Linked DNA regions of Mus musculus: region 2 is linked to region 1. A link is a contact called in public HiChIP or PLAC-seq data. All regions are on one chromosome and are shown on one strand. Each heading gives the region's core, a stretch centred on a gene start, on an enhancer-like site or on the middle of the called end of the contact. The rest is flanking DNA. Distances are from core to core; before and after follow the strand shown. Region 1 holds the start of Aldh1a2 (aldehyde dehydrogenase family 1, subfamily A2). Region 2 has its middle 14 kb from the start of Gm32769.

Region 1 (3,970 bases), core at 937-3,436:
TTTCTTCCTCAAAGACTTCTAATGGCTTTTCGGTACTTCCATCATTAAGTTCCCCAGAAGCATTAAGGTTCCCACAACCTGGAGTTAACTGACTTACCAGCCTCGTTTGCTGCTCTTCCAGCTGCAGCCGATGCTCCCTGAAACATTCCCAAACAGTTCTGTTCAGCTGCTGCTGCTGCAGCAGCCTCTGCGGAGGCAGCAGTGCTCCCACCTCTACCAGTGAAGTTTCACTTCCCTAGCCACAAGCAGGGCAAAAGGTCAGCTTCCCTAGATACCCGGCCTCCCACTTAGGTGGAGCACCAAGGTCTTGTCTTTGCTCCACTTTTGAGAGCTGTCCCTCTTACAGACAGTTATCTATAGATCTACAGGAAAGGTGGTGAGCTTACCCAGGAGCAAGGCTCTTCATCTTGTCTTAAAGTGACCTCCAGCATGGTGCCCTGCTTGGAAGATGGGGAAAACACCTTTGAACAAAACAAATGAACAACAACAAAACACCTCAAACAACAACTTCGACAATAAACCAAAACAAAGAACAGCACCAAAAACTATTTTTTTTGCTGGGGTGTTTGCTCTTCCTTCACCAAACCCTGAGATCATCCTCCTCCCCAACAGACTCCTTCCCTCTCTCTCCTTCCCTCCTTCCCTCCCTCCCTCCTTCCTTCCTTCCCTCCCTCCCTCTTCCCTCCCTTCCTCTGTCCCTCCCTCCGTTCCTCCTCTGTACCCCCTTCCCCTTCCCCCCTCTCTTCCTCCCTCGCTCCTTCTCTCCTGTAAGAGAGGATGAACTTGAACTTCTAATCCTCTTGCCTCCATCCAGTGGGATGCTGGGAATTACAGGCATGCATCTCTACCCCAGTTCAAGGTGGTGCTGGCAACTAAACCCAGCGTTCTAGGCAAGCACTCTACCTACAGAGCTACCTCCCCACCATTCTTCTTATTCTTTCTCAGTCTTCTACAGCTTAAATAAAGGCGATTCTTAGGAGTATATTCGGTTATTAAGACACACTCTTTGGCCATAAACGTTCCCTGTGAATAGGAATTTTTCAACTGCCTAAATTAGGCTGTATTGTTGCTCTAGGACGACGACGTAGTGCTTGCTCGGTCACTTTAGGCAGATACCCTATAAAGAGTTCTCGGAGCCTGGAACTTGTCTCACAAATTCAATTAAGACAACAGCATTCTGTCTGCACAGAATCTAAGCACCAATCATTTACGGAATTTTAGTTAATGAACACATCTAAAGTAAGTGTTTTGTAGTGAACAACATGCAAAGAAATGATTGAGCAAGAGCGAAGCAGTTGCTTGGGAGTTGAGAGTCTTCCATAGAAAAACAGGAAGAGTCAGGTTGGATAAGGCTGTGGGATTTTCATGGGGATAGAGGCAGAAAGCCCTATAAAGAGCTATCTATATGGGCTCGTGATATTGGTCCAATGATTCTCCCACGCTATCTGGAGTGAACTGTCTAGGCTACTGATTCCTGATCAGCGCCCATCTTTACTCAACTATAAGGCTGCTTGTAAGACGAGAAGGGATGGAGATGGAAGCTCAACCCGGAGATTCTGACAGGAAGAGCAACAGAAAATCCCAAGTGTTTCCCGGTGTGGATGGGAAGAGGAAAGGAAAGGGCTGGAAGGAGACCATCAAGACCTGGAATATCCAGGCAACCCAAGGCAGATGAAGCCCACGGCCTCAGGCACAACTAGGCCGCGGGGCCGGCAGAGGGCAGCAGTTGGGCTGAGAAGCCTGGTGGGGGCCAGCGCGGCGTCGGCGGTTCCAGAAGGTTCTCCTTGGGAGTGTGGGGAGCATCTATCACCCCACCCAGCGGCCACGCGCCCCTCGCGCCACGCGGAAGGCTGAGCGAAAGCTCTTTCGGGCTGCTCGGGACCCCGGGGGAGGAGAAGAGCGAGTGTTAGGAAGGGCGCGGGGCTCGGCGGGGCCGCGGCTCGGGCGCCTCTCCTCCCGGCCGACCAGCGCTAAGGCTCGCGGGGCTGCCATCGGCCAGCGCGGTCCCGCCGAGGCTGCGCTCCGGCCGTCGAGGCCCCCCCGGGCGCGCCCGCGGGAGCGTGGGCCGCGGACTTGACCGTGCGGGCGCCGCGCGCGGCCGTATGCAAATGTCCTCCTGGGCCGGCCCCCCGCGCCTGTGGGCCGCACGTCCAATAAGAAGCGCCCCCCGCTTGACACCTGCCTATATACAGCGAGCGCGCCCCGGCCGCGCAGCGCCCCGCGCACACCCACCCGTGGCCGCCCATGACTTCCAGCGAGATCGCCATGCCGGGCGAGGTGAAGGCCGACCCCGCCGCGCTCATGGCCTCGCTGCAGCTCCTGCCGTCGCCCACGCCCAACCTCGAGATCAAGTACACCAAGGTAAAGCCGTCCGGCGGACGCTTTCTGGAAGCATCCTCTGGATCCCTTCAGAGGCCGGGGGCCCGGAGGTCGCCTGTCATCTCCGCGCCTCCGCGGGGACCGCGATGCGGGCTTCTCAAGTCCCGCCCCGGTTTAGGGAGCGTCTTGGGAGAACCGGTCCCAAACAGAAGGCAGCGCGGGGATCGCCAGCGGCGGCGGACGGTGGTGACGACCTCGGGACTGCCTGGGGAGGTGGGATTTCCCAGAGCAGACCTGGGTCTGGTTCTGGAGTCCCCTATGACTCTTTAGAGCCGGCTAGGGTCCGGTCCTAGATGTCCCTAGGGCAGAACGAGGCTTAGTTCTGGGGTCCCTTAGAGCTCAGGGCAGACCGGAGTCCGGTTGTGCGAGCCCCCAAGTTTTATCAGAGCAAATGGAGTTTGGCTCTGGGGTCCCCCAGGTCTCCTCAGAGCAGTCCGGGCTCTGGCTTGAGGAGGGTGTTCCCCTGGGTTTCCTCAGAGCCCACCGGGGTGCAGTTCTCCCTGTCCCTCGGTCTCAGAGCAGAGTGGGGTTCACCGCCAGGGTGGCATTGCGGTCCGGTGTCGCCCCGCGGTCCCTCGGGTCCGGAGGTGCGCGGCCGCGCGGGCTTATCTTCCCTCAGAGCGGAGTCGCTGAAGGGTTGTCAGGACCGGAGTCCCACAGACTTCGCGGGGACCTGGCCGAGACGCAGTAGGTCTATGCCAGGATTTCCTCGGGATTTTGTAGGCAATGGACATTTTAGAAAAAGGGAAAATAACTCAAGTCACATAAATTAGCGAGCTCACTTTTGCACTGATAAGCCTAATGATTTTTTTCCTAACGAATTCTGACATCTTAGTTTGTCAAGCACGAATTATTGTTGTTAAACTGCATTAAAAAGCAATACACGCCTGCTGCCCCATGTGACTTGATCCCCTACCACTCCACCGTTCTCAGGGAAAAAAAATCCACGGGGGAAATTTGTGAAATACATACACAAAGGGATTGAATGTTATAGCAAAAAGGCGACTGTAGCCTTTAAAGCCACACTTCTTGAGAGTTCATTTTAGAATTTTTTTTTTTAATTTGATTTTCATTCCTACCGCAAACTCTCGCCAGTTAACTGCAGCGCGCGCACACGATACAGCTGATAAGTGTTCCATCGCGGGCATTACACTATACGCGAAAAGCAGAGAAGTTAAGTTGTTCGCATGTGACAACTGTTACGGTTGAAAGAGAAATGCAAAAACATCGTTTCTGAATTTTTGTTGCATTGAGTTTCAGAATAAGGATTTGTAGGATTCGTATTTTTGAATGTGGATTTAATGTACCTGTTAGCTTTTAGATGGTGTGACAAATTTTTGAAAGCCATTTTAATGAGAGGTCGTTAATGGTTATAGCCCTCTAGGCATTGTTTGCATAACAATAGTGCCAGTGTGTGGCACATCTCCGGGTTTAGGAACAAGCCAGGGAAGCCTGCACATAAAAGTTTTGTTTTATGAGGGTCCCTAACCTCTTCAGATGCGCTTTAGAGATCTTAAAAGGCAAGATCCACACGTGATTCCGGGGGTTTGTTTTACACTTACTTTTGATCAGATTATCTTAACAGCCCCTG
Region 2 (3,970 bases), core at 715-3,214, 170 kb after region 1:
ATTGCAAACTATGTTATCAAAAATCAAATCAGCAAGACATTTTCGAGAAACAAAGGTACACACAGAAGGTGATCACAGAACAGAACTAACAGTCTAGAAAAAAATCGCATGCATATACAATTAACTAGTCCCTGGCGAGGTAAATAGTCTCCTTAACATGTGGTATTAAGGAAAGCTGAGATCTACACATAAAAGAAATTGGATCTTTGTCTTATACTATGTACAAAAATTAACTTGAAATGGGTTGTACTTGAGCATAAAGCCTGAAGCCTAAAGACTCAGTCAGCAGACGTGAGGTCCTGAGTTTGATCCTAGAGCCCTCATAGAACAGTTGGGAATTGCCGCACGTGCTTGCAACCCCAGAACTGGGGAGGAAGAGACAGGCAGATTCCTGTGACTCAGTGGCTAGCCAGCCTGGCTTCATCTGTGAACTCCAGGCCAATGAAGAGAAATGTCTCAAAATAAGAGGTAGATGGCACCGGCAGAGCAACACATAAGGTTAACCTCTGGACTGCACGAATGTACACACACACACACACACACACACACACGCACACCCATGTACACACACATGCACATGACTCTCTGAGATTCAGCATGGCAGTTATATGCTTTATTAATTTGATACCAAAAGCACTAATAACAAGAACAAAAGTTAACAAGTGACCCTACATCAAACTAGAATAGGTTTCTGTGGCTAAGGAAGGAAGTCACAAGGCATGGGGGCATATCCCTGTCATGCCAGCACTTGGGAGCTAAAGGCAGAAGGTTCATAGCTTTGAGGATAGCTGGGTATTACAGCAAGACCCTGTTGGAAGAGAGGGGGGAGGGGGTGATAGCTTTCCTGGTCTCATTCTGATAAAACACCCTGGCCAAAAGCAGTTTACAGAGGAAGCAGTTTGTTTTCTGTACGCATCTGGTCACGATTCATTATTGAAGGAAGTCAGAGCAGGCACGCAAGGCAGGAACCACGAGGGAACTCTGCTTGCTGGCTTGTTCACTGGCTGGTGCTTACCTAACTTTCTTATGTAGCCCCAAACCATCTACACGAGGAATGGTGCCACCCTTAGTAGGCTGGAGCCTCCCACGTCAGTTCAGACAATGTTTCACAGATGTGCCCACAAGTCAATCTGAACCAGGCCATTCCTCAAATGAGGCTTCTCCTCTTAAACGACTCCTTTGTCAGGTTGACAATCAAAACTAACCAAAACAGCAGCCTACAGGAAATATATGCTATATAACTGATAGGAATTAATATCCAAAACACATATGAATCTCATACAACTTAATAGATAAATAAATGAGTCACAATTTTAAATGGGACAAAGAACAGGAATAGATGTTTTTCTAAGAGTACATTCAAATTCACACCATCATTAATCATCAGGAGGATGCAAACCAAAGTCACAATGGGTCATTACTTGATACCTGTTAGGAAGAGACAAAAGAGAGGAGCAGTCCAGAGTGTTGGGAAAAGCAGCTTTGTACAGAGCTAGTGGGATTGTAAATTATCATTATGGGAAATTAGAACTCCCATACACCTAGCAACCCTAAGATAGATAGACAATTATACTAATTTCATATATGTGTATATGGGATTATATATATATACATATATATATGTATATACATATATATATGTATATACATATATATATGTATATATACATATATATATGTATATATGTATATATATATATATATATAATTAAATCAGTATCTTAAAGAACTCTTGTTTGTTGTAGCACTATTTATATCATCTAAGCTATGGAAACAATTTAAATATCTGTCAATAGGTAAAATGTGGTATATATATATCATGTCAAACATTATTCAGCTGCAAGAGAAAGAAATTTTATCATTTTTACAACCAGACAAAAATCCAAGGCCATCATATGAGGTGAAATAAACCAGACACAGGAAATGAAATGTATGATCTCATTTCTATTTAGAATCTAGGAGCTGGAGAGATGACTCAGCAGTTAAAAGCACTTGCTGCTCTTCCAGAGGGCTCAGTTTAGTCACCGGCATCCACATCAGGGGACTCACAGCCACCTCAGGGGGACCTGACAACCTCTTCCAAAATCTACTGGAAATTGTATTGATAGGTGTCTGTGCGTGTGTGTGCCCGCGCGCGCGCACACACACACACAGAGACACACACACAAAAACACACAAAATTAAAATCTTCTTTTAAAATCTTAGAATCTAAAAAAGCTTAATTTATATAAATAAGAATAGAAACAGGTTGCTAAAGGCTGTGGGAAGGAAAAATGGAGAAACACTGTTAAACATTAGAATGAATACCTGGATCTGATGTTTAATGTGGTGACTGTAGCTAAACGTACTGTACTGTTTACTTGAAGTTTGATAAGATAGCATATTTTTAGTACCCCCCACACACACACACCTGTCACATACATACAAATAACTATGAATTAAAGTGGCTATGTTGAGTCATTGATTGGAGTGGTCATTACACGTTGCACATATGTGTCATTTATACTGTACACATTGAATGTCTTTCATTTTTATTGATCAATTATGATTCAAAAAAGCCAGGAAGGTAAAAACATAAGATTATAGAACTTCAAGATGGAATAGAAAAGTTTAAGACTAAACTTTTCAAAACAGTTCAAAACAGTTGCTCAAATAAAGTTACTTTTTCTTACTAAAGATCAATGCGTAAAATAATCATAACCACATTCCCCATTAAAATTTAGAAAGGTGGGAGTGGCCAAAAATGTGTAAAAAAGTGAGATTGGTTAAAAATTCAAGGAAAATCACATGATCAAACACTATACAGGCCTTAAAACTGGGGTTTAGAGCAATATTGACAAATAAGGAAACCAAGTCTGATATTGTAAAAAAAAAAAAAAATGAAATGAAATGATGACATTGCCAAATGGTTTTCTTCTATATTTTCCTGTCTTTGGTACATTAATGGAGGGAAAAATGAAGCATATGTTATTTTAACAATCAGAGAAAAAGCTACCATGCTTCCTTTATTCATTTGAATAAGGAGTTTCCAAGCAAGCCAGCGAACCTGGCTCTTGGGTGCTTTTTAAAGTCACACAGATTTTTGACAGCCATGGGATTCTAATTTTAAGACTTTTATTTTTATTAATCTGTATGTGTACATGTCTATATGAGTGTACGCCGCATGTGTGCAGTACCCACAGAGACCAGGAGAAGGTATCAGGTTCTCTGGACTAGAGTCAGGTGTTTGTGAGCTTCCCAGTGTGGGTACTGAAAGCTGAATGCAGGACTCAGTAAGTGAAGTAGTGCTCTTAATGGAATGAGCCATCTCTCTAGATCCAGTCTTGAACTTAGTATTAGCTGGTCCTGGTCTAACAGAAGACATAAACAGCTTGCGTCATAGTTCTCAGACCTGATTTTCCAGATTAATTTAAGTTTATCACACTCCCCAACTTATGTATATTGGGGAGAAAAGTAGACTGGGAGAAAACACTTACTAGAAGCACTGAGTTGCTGGGGGGAAAATTGAAATAAAGCTTGCCACTAAAGCCACAGCCAATCCCCAGTCCTCCTGGACTCTGTCCCTAGCCTGTTCCTGAAGCTATCCCAAGGGCCATCTGCCCAATGCAGTAGACTAATGCCCACTAACATACACTAGAATCATCTCATGAGCCCCAGATTATATCCTAAGGCAGTGTTCATTAGCCAGTGCACTCCAGGGCCCAGGAAACAGCAACATTATTGTCAGGGAAGCCATCCATGCACAAACCAGCCACAAGCATTGACCAGATGGTCAAGTCATGTTTTGTACTGATGGGTTCTATTTTTCATCTCCATACAGATGTTGATATAGTAGACACAAATGTAATTTTCAGTGTAAATGAACTGACATCAGCTTTTCTCCAAGCATCGCTCAACTACTGGACTCTCAGTGAGAACATGGAGAGTCAGCCAGGTCTCCTCCTGCTAACTAGAGCATCTTGGGAACCAT

Evidence for each region. HiChIP or PLAC-seq counts read pairs in DNA pulled down with a chosen protein or histone mark.
Region 2: a contact with region 1 is called in an H3K4me3 HiChIP or PLAC-seq map of bone marrow-derived macrophages, with 3 times the contacts expected there. The contact joins the enhancer-like site here to the promoter of Aldh1a2 in region 1. A contact is called at or near these places in 4 of 39 promoter capture datasets (embryonic stem cells, frontonasal cranial neural crest, second pharyngeal arch cranial neural crest and 1 more), 5 of 484 Hi-C or Micro-C datasets (the AML12 cell line, embryonic stem cells and uterus), 4 of 115 datasets of contacts at active chromatin or transcription factors (bone marrow-derived macrophages, embryonic stem cells and stem cell-derived neural progenitor cells) and 2 of 9 other capture datasets (embryonic stem cells and macrophages).

What each region holds. Positions count from the first base shown.
Region 1 is chr9:71,213,603-71,217,572 of GRCm38.p6, forward strand. Aldh1a2 (aldehyde dehydrogenase family 1, subfamily A2) reads left to right here and starts at 2,187. Exons shown (of 14, transcript NM_009022.4): 1 at 2,187-2,361. The coding sequence starts at 2,245. It overlaps Gm3458 (predicted gene 3458), which reads right to left and starts at 1,784. Exons shown (of 4, transcript NR_110518.1): 1 at 1,645-1,784; 2 at 387-437; 3 at 98-137.
Region 2 is chr9:71,385,632-71,389,601 of GRCm38.p6, forward strand. No RefSeq gene overlaps it. Among named protein-coding and RNA genes, the nearest start is that of Gm32769, 14 kb to the left of the region's middle. Within about 2 kb of position 1,965, at least 6 of the 459 cell types and tissues checked have an H3K27ac peak or open chromatin away from gene starts, as enhancers often do. A contact at or near this core is called in bone marrow-derived macrophages, where this site is marked.